Regions from separate parts of the Sus scrofa genome. Here region 1 is linked to region 2. A link is a contact called in public Hi-C data. All regions are on one chromosome and are shown on one strand. The core of a region is the stretch at or near the end of the contact, and the rest is flanking DNA. Distances in the headings are between cores, read along the strand shown.

Evidence for each region. A called contact is a pair of places that touch in the nucleus more often than the background predicts.
Region 1: a Hi-C map of liver shows a contact between it and region 2, with 7 times the contacts expected there. The contact joins the promoter of NT5C3B here to the promoter of ACLY in region 2. A contact is called at or near these places in 1 of 47 Hi-C or Micro-C datasets (liver) and 1 of 2 datasets of contacts at active chromatin or transcription factors (alveolar macrophages).

Annotation. Positions count from the first base shown.
Region 1 is chr12:20,859,921-20,863,519 of Sscrofa11.1, forward strand. It overlaps NT5C3B (7-methylguanosine phosphate-specific 5'-nucleotidase), which reads left to right and starts at 2,264. Exons shown (of 8, transcript XM_021066994.1): 1 at 2,264-2,827; 2 at 3,440-3,509; 3 at 3,595-3,599. The coding sequence starts at 2,279. KLHL10 (kelch-like protein 10) reads right to left here and starts at 2,263. Exons shown (of 5, transcript XM_021066996.1): 1 at 1,348-2,263. The coding sequence starts at 1,541.
Region 2 is chr12:20,795,331-20,798,693 of Sscrofa11.1, forward strand. ACLY (ATP citrate lyase) reads left to right here and starts at 1,385. Exons shown (of 31, transcript NM_001105302.1): 1 at 1,385-1,524.

The sequences.
Region 1 (3,599 bases), core at 1,014-3,513, 65 kb after region 2:
GGGTTAAAGGATCCAGTGTTGCCATAGCTATGACATAGGTCAAAACTGCAACTCAGATCTGATCCCTGGCCAGGGAACTCTATATGCCTTGGGACGGCCAAAAAAAAAAATAATTTAAAAAAATTAAAAAAAAATGTTGTGGGTCTTTTTAGGGCCATACCCGTGACATATGAAGGTTCCCAGGCTAGGGGTCCAATTGGAGCTGCAGCTGCCAGCCTATACCACAGACATAATAAAATGGGATCCAAGCTCTGTCTGTGACCTACACCACAGCTCATGTCAGTCCCAGATCCTTAACCCACTAAATGAGGTCAGGGATCAAACACTTGTCCTCGGAGTTCCTGTTGTGCTGCAGTGGACACAAATCCAACTAGGAACAATGAGATTGCAGGTTCAATCCCTGGCCTCGCTCAGTGGGTTAAGGATCTGTGTTTCCCTGAGCTGTCACAGACACAGCTCAGAGCTGGTGTTGCTATGGCAGCTGTAGCTCCAATTAGACCTCTAGCCTAGGAACCTCCCTATCCGGCAGGTGCGGCCCTAAAAATAAAATAAAATAAAACCCTCGTCCTTATGGATACTGGTTGGGTTCATTAACCACTGAGCCACGACAGGAACTACTTTTTTTTTTTTTTGTCTTTTTAGGGAAACATTTAAATTTAAGTGTCTGTAAATAACTTTATTGGAACATAGCCATGCTCTTTCATTTAGTATTGTCTATGGCTGGCTGCTTTCCCACTATAAAGGCAGAGTGGAGTGTGACAGAGACTGTGCGACCTGAAAAGCTTGGTCTTTTTTGCACACCCTGCTCTAGGTCTAGATGAATGAGAATTTTTAGCAACAGGCGGGATGCACTTATCAATCATATCTTCATTGGAATCAAATTCTCAAATATTGCAGGAACAAAATAGCTCTTTCACTTCCTGCATTAGAATAGTTTTGGCTCAAACTCCCTTTCTCTTCAGATAAATTTCTCCCTGGTTCCTTCCCCTCATCCCCCTTCCCACCCTCTGAATCCTTGTTAATTTATCACCCTGTTTAAGATATCTCAGATAGGGAGGGGCTTAAAGGGTGGCTGAAGAGGCATCGTCATCTAGGTTTAAGTAGGAAATCCAGTGCACGTGTCCAACCTTCCCAAAGGTTGCCTTGGGTGAAGATCAAAGAAGAGAAGCACCTGGCCCACCAATGGTTGGTTGAAAACCAGAGAGAAGAGGCAAAGGAGCCAGTCTACCGGAGCCCAGGGCTTTGACAGTGTCCCGAAACTTAAAATAATGGGATGGGAAACATGAACCAAAATGTCTCAAAAGGAGCCCACTCCCCCTTTGGCTTAGTTCAGCAACCCTGTTATACCTAAAGTAGGAACTGCAGCTACAGAGGATGTTCTTGTGGGCATTGAACTCAAAGCCATTGACCTTGATGACCACGTCGCAGAGCTTGCCCTCTAGCCTAAGCTCGTTGAAGATCTCACAGGTCATCGCACTCATCTTCCTCTCCATGTGAGGCTGGTGGAAACGTGTGGAGGCCGCCGCGCTCTCCATCTCCATGGCACCCTGGGACCAGCGGAGAGAGGCTGCTCTCCTAGGGTGTCGGGGAGGGTTGTGGGGGGCCCCTTTAGCCAGCTGTCGCTCCTTTTCCCTACTACATCTTTCATATAGGGACCATCAGGCAGCCCAAGTTCCAGAATCCTGGGCCCGCAGTGAGATCACTCTCAGGATTGTGCTCTCAGGTTCTGGAACTCTCTCCTGTCCCTGTCCTCCTTTCTTCTCCCCTCCCTGCACCACGCAAGCTGAAGACCCCCTCACGCCTCCCACAACCAGGAGCAGGACTGTGACCATCGACACCACCTAAGAGTTTTCATTCACTCTGGTTCCTACTGCCCACTTCAGGGGCTCAGTTCCAAGTCTCCGTAGCATCCACCTACCTTCTTTCACAGCTCAGCACTTGGCTCCCCAGAAGCTGAGTTCAAGGAAACCAAGTCAGAGGAGGCAGAAGGGAGAAGTAAAACTGATGGGTTTTCATTCTGGCCCGGCTGTCAAGGGCCTTCTGCCTCCTGGATGTGGGTCATTTATCTTCTGTGATGGGGAGTGGGCTCCGTGAAGGCAGCACCTTCAGGATGTTCAACAGAACTCGCTTTATGGCTCCTTCACATCCCCTCCCATTCTGCCACTTTTTGTCATGCAAACTGGAAGCCTGGAAATGACCACTCAGGCTAGGGTTTTTTGCCCTAAAAAGAGTGGTACCCACGTTACCCCAGCCTCTTGGCACCCTCCCCATCTTTTGCATGGGGCCCTCAAGCAAGGTCTTCACACACTGCCTCACAAACCCTGGGAGGGCGCCTGCCCCGCCCCGCCCCGCCCCCCGCAGCCTCGGGCCCGCCTCCTGCACCCTAGTCTCCGCCCCCTCCCTCGGGCCCGCCCCGGCCGTAGGCGACGCCTGCGCAGTGCGGCCTAAGGGGCGGTCGTTGTCCTCACGCCGCCGACCGGCCGGCAAGCGCCATGGAGGAGGAGGTGAGGCAGGAGGAGGAGACCGGCCTGGGGCGGGCCCAGACCCCCCGGGCGCTCCGAGACCCCCCTCAGGCCGCCTGGGTTCCGCCGCGTCACCGCGGCCGGTAGATGCCCAGGCCCGGCCAGAGTCCCTGCTTGCCCCCCCGCGCCCCCAGCCCGGCCTTGCCAGGTCCCCCCTGGGCCCAGCGCGGTGTCAGGGTCAGCAGTTCTCTCGGATCTCGGGACAGGTGAGCCCCCTGATGAAGGCCACGGTCCTGATGCGGCAGCCCGGGCGGGTGCAGGAGATCGTGGGCGCCCTCCGCAAGGGCGGAGGAGACCGCTTACAGGTACCGCGGTGGGGAGCAAGGTCGGGGCGGCCGGGTGGGGTGTGGGGTGACTGGGAAGGTGGCCTGCCCAGTGTGCCTTCCCGCATCACTGCGCACACCTGCAAGCAAGCCCTCAGCCCTTAGAAATGGCCAGGGTCCGGAGGGCAGAACTGTCTTGCCTTGCGGGAGAGCCCACCTACCTGAAAAACCTAAATACCAAATTTCTCAATAATGCCATGCTGTAGAAAGCATCCCACACCAGGCTTCGGGCCTCACTGTCCACACCAGCCGAGGTTGGTGGGCTCTCCAAGAATGTGCAGGGGTGGGATGGGCCAGAAGGTGGAGGCCTCTTAGGAAAGACCAGAGCATTGAGCCGGTGCTGCTGAAAGAGTGGAAGGAGTCCTGATGGTGCAGTCCCCACCCCCACCCTCAACGTGGCTGAGTGTCTTAAGGGTTACCACTGATACTAACTAGGACTAGTTCTTCCTTCCCTCTGCTGCCCTCCCTAACTCCCCCAGGGCTTTGCCCAGGGCTGGGCACTGGCCACTCAGACTTCCTTAATCACTCTCCAGGCTGGCACAGGGCCATGCCTGAAGGAGCCTGTCTAGGCATCATCTCTCTTTTGCATTTTAGGTCATTTCTGATTTTGACATGACCTTGAGCAGGTTTGCATATAATGGAAAGCGATGCCCTTCTTCTTACAGTAAGTCACAAACTAGCTTGCTTTCTTGGGCTTGACAGATGATGACTTCTAAAGGGCAAGTAAAAGGAGTTCTGTGTTTTTGCAGATATT
Region 2 (3,363 bases), core at 135-2,634:
CTTCTCCAAGACTGATGCTATTTGGGGAGATTCTTGGCAGGGATGGCACTCAATCCATGTAGGAGTGGAAGACTACGACCAAAAGGAGAGAGGAGCTGAGGAACTGCTATTTCAAAAAGATGCCTCTCAGGGACGGGACCAGAAAGTGACATCATCAGGGATCACTTCCTTCAGGCATGGGCAGCAAATTTAGCTGCCCCACTCCTGGCTATGACTGGAATGGGGGGGAGAAGGGTCTGGCCAAGTTTTTGTGCACAAGAATATCACACCATTATTGCAGTGTATGACCCCAGTGGTTGGCAGGCTCCCGGGGCTGCTGATTCTCTGTTCACTGGGCTGACCTTTTCACCTGAGCTGCTTAGCGCATGATTCTCCTCCCGGGAGCTAGACCGCTATTAGGGTCAGGGAGCAGCTCGGGAGACCTACAGGATTGGGGTGGACAGAGGAGAGCTTCAGAATGTCACAGCAGGAAATACATGTCTTGGTTTCTAGGTCTGTATGATTTCAAAAATTCTGCGCCACAAGTTCGTCAGCACCTATCAGATCGGGTGTCCCAGTTTTCGACGTGGAAAATATAGACTATGCACAGGTAATAGAGAAGGGGGAGGCAGCCATTCATTCATTCCAGGGTCTAAGGGTGGGACTGTAGGGGAGGGGCGAGGCGCTGATGACCAGCAGAGACGACCCCAGCCCCGTGCTAGACTCTCCCATTGAATACTCAGTTCTGCTCGGAGATGAGCAGGTGAGGGACACAAAACGGTGTGACAGGCGCCTTCCTAGCCCCACCTGCTCACGCAATCCCCCGCTCTATCCCATATTAGTAAATCTAATCTATTAGCCTCGTCCCACCAGCTCAACCCCGAGGGTCCACGTGCGTAAGCAGTCTGCCCTGGCTGCTTAAAAGGGGGACCTGAGCAACTGGGTTGGGTGTGGTGGCTTTCTGGCTGCCTGCGTGGAAGACGTCAGTTTCTCCCACGTGGAGACGGGAAGGAGACTCCAGGGCCCCAAAAAGCTGCGCTACAGCCTGCACCGCCAACACCGCAGCCCGCCACATCTCAGCGGCTGTCCGCCCAACGCCTAGAGTATCAGCGGCGGTCGGCCCAACCCTAGAAGATCAGACCACTGCCCCCAATCTCGTACGTTCTCCTCCCAGCATAGCCCAGCCCATCTCCCCACCCTAGGCCCCGCCCCCGACACCTCCCAAGCTGGGCAGGCTCTGGGCGGCCCCTTTCGAGTCTGGGACGCACCATCAGGACTGCAAGTCCCAGCAGCTCCTGGACCCCGGACCCGAGGGCGGGGCTATGCCGGGCAGCGAATTGGGAGGAAGCCTGGAGCTCAGGCTAGAGACCACGTGTGGCCAATCGCCGGGCGGCTCGCACGGTGTGCCGATGGGGGCGGGGAGAACCCGCCCAAGCCGGAACAAAAGCCGGATCCGGGTGGCTGCGGGAGGCTGGAGCGCTCCGGAAGGTAGGCGGCGAGTTGGGCCCTGTGCACCCAGCACCGCGCACGGCCTTTCGTAGAGAGGTGAGTGGCGGGCGGCCGCTTTCACGCGATGGCCCCCAACTGGCCCAGAAGCTTCCTGCCTCCCTCCCCCAACCCGGAACCTACTCCCCCGACGCCGGTTTGGGGCTCACGCGCCCTCCCTGCACCTGCTTGGAAGTTCTGGGTGTCTTAGTTTTAGGATCGCCTTCGCCTGGTTAGCGACCGGTGGCCAGATGTTGGCCCGTCGACCACCCCACTCCCCCACATTCCAGTTCCTGGGAGTTTGGACAGTGCTTGCCGCCGTCGTTGCCTGTCTTCCCTCCGCCGAATCGCATTTGTCCCTAACTGGCGCCTCTCACTGCCACCCCGGGGCCAGTTCTGAGCCTCCTCGGGTTTTATCCCGCCACCTCTTTCCCCGACCAGGGTCCCCCTACCGGTTACCGGGGACGGGAAGTACAGAGCGCGGTGGCCAGTCGCCCCATTCTGACCCCTCACAAGCCGGGGTCAGGCCCTTCCTCTTACTTCTATGGAGAGTCGACTGAGCACCGCGAGGGAATGGAGAGAGAGCGCGAGCTCGGGCGCGTAGCCGCCGCGGGCCACGCGGGTTTGGGCCGCCTCAGGCCTCGCCGCGAGGACCTAGCCTCGGATCGGCGGCCCAGGAAAGACCCGCCTCGCTCTGGAGGTGCCGTCGGGCCCAGACGCTAAGCGACAGATGGCCGGAGTGCCCGTCTTTCTCCCCAGCCTTGGCGTTGATGCCAGGCTTGACGGAGGCAAGGTCCTCCAGGGGCTGAAGGATGCTGCCGCCGCCCTCCTGTCGGGCTTGGCAGAGGGCCAACCCCAGCGCCTGCTGCCCTCTCCAACCTTGGCAGAAACCGTGAAGTACCAAGGAGTTTTGCCATTAGGTGATCCTTGGTAGTCTGCCTAGGAAGGGGATTTTCGGGAGGGTTGGGAGGGGAGCAGCACAGAGCGCAGTTTGGTCAGCCAGCCCGTTCCTCTCTCCTCCCTGTAACTTTGTCTTTCAGCCAGCTCAGATCATTGGGTTTCTGAAATTCTGAAATGTTGGGTGAGGGACAGCTGGTAGACCCAGCTGCCCCGAGGGGTATTTTCACTTCACGAGCTTCTTAAACAGCTTGGGGGGGTGGCGATGGGAATAGCCTGGGGCACTGAGGCGGATGGCTGGTGTCTCTGCCCTCTTTCTCTGCTCTCCTTGCTGCAGTAGGGACCCTCAGAGTTCTGCCCCTCCCCTTAACTCTAGGGATTGCCTGTCCCCCTTTCAAAAAGCCCTAATCCTACAGATACTAACCTTAGAAGAAGTGCTCTTTGTCCTTCCCACAGAGACCCTAAGTAGCATCCCCGTGGTTCCTCTTCTCTGGCTGTGTCCCAGGGGTACAATCCTGGGGAACAGGCTCCTTTCATTCAGCCTTCCCTGTGGGCTGCTTCTGCCCTCAGTGGCTGCTGTCTATGAACTCAATTCTGGGTCTCTTCCGTGTCTGCAGAAAAGACCCCATTCAGCTCAGAAGGTCTCGCCTTTGGATTGAGAAAGAGAGAGAGTATGTGTGTGCTGATTCCTTGACGTGATTTCCCTCAAATCTACCTGTTACTAGTTAATAGTTCCTGGGCTCCCAAAGTGGAGCCCTGGGGTCTTGGCTCTGCCCAGAAACCATCTCTGACTAGTTTGACAACCCATTCAGTTACTCACTTCCTGAGGAGGCAGCCCAAACCTTTGCAAGACTTTGCAGAGGTGGCTTGTGGAGAGTGGTATTTCCAGCCCAGATTAGTATACACTTTAAGACCCACTGTCACTCGAGCAAATGTTCTTTGTTGCTAGTGGTCTCTAAGCCATCAGATCATTGTCACAGGTCACCACCTGGAAATGATATG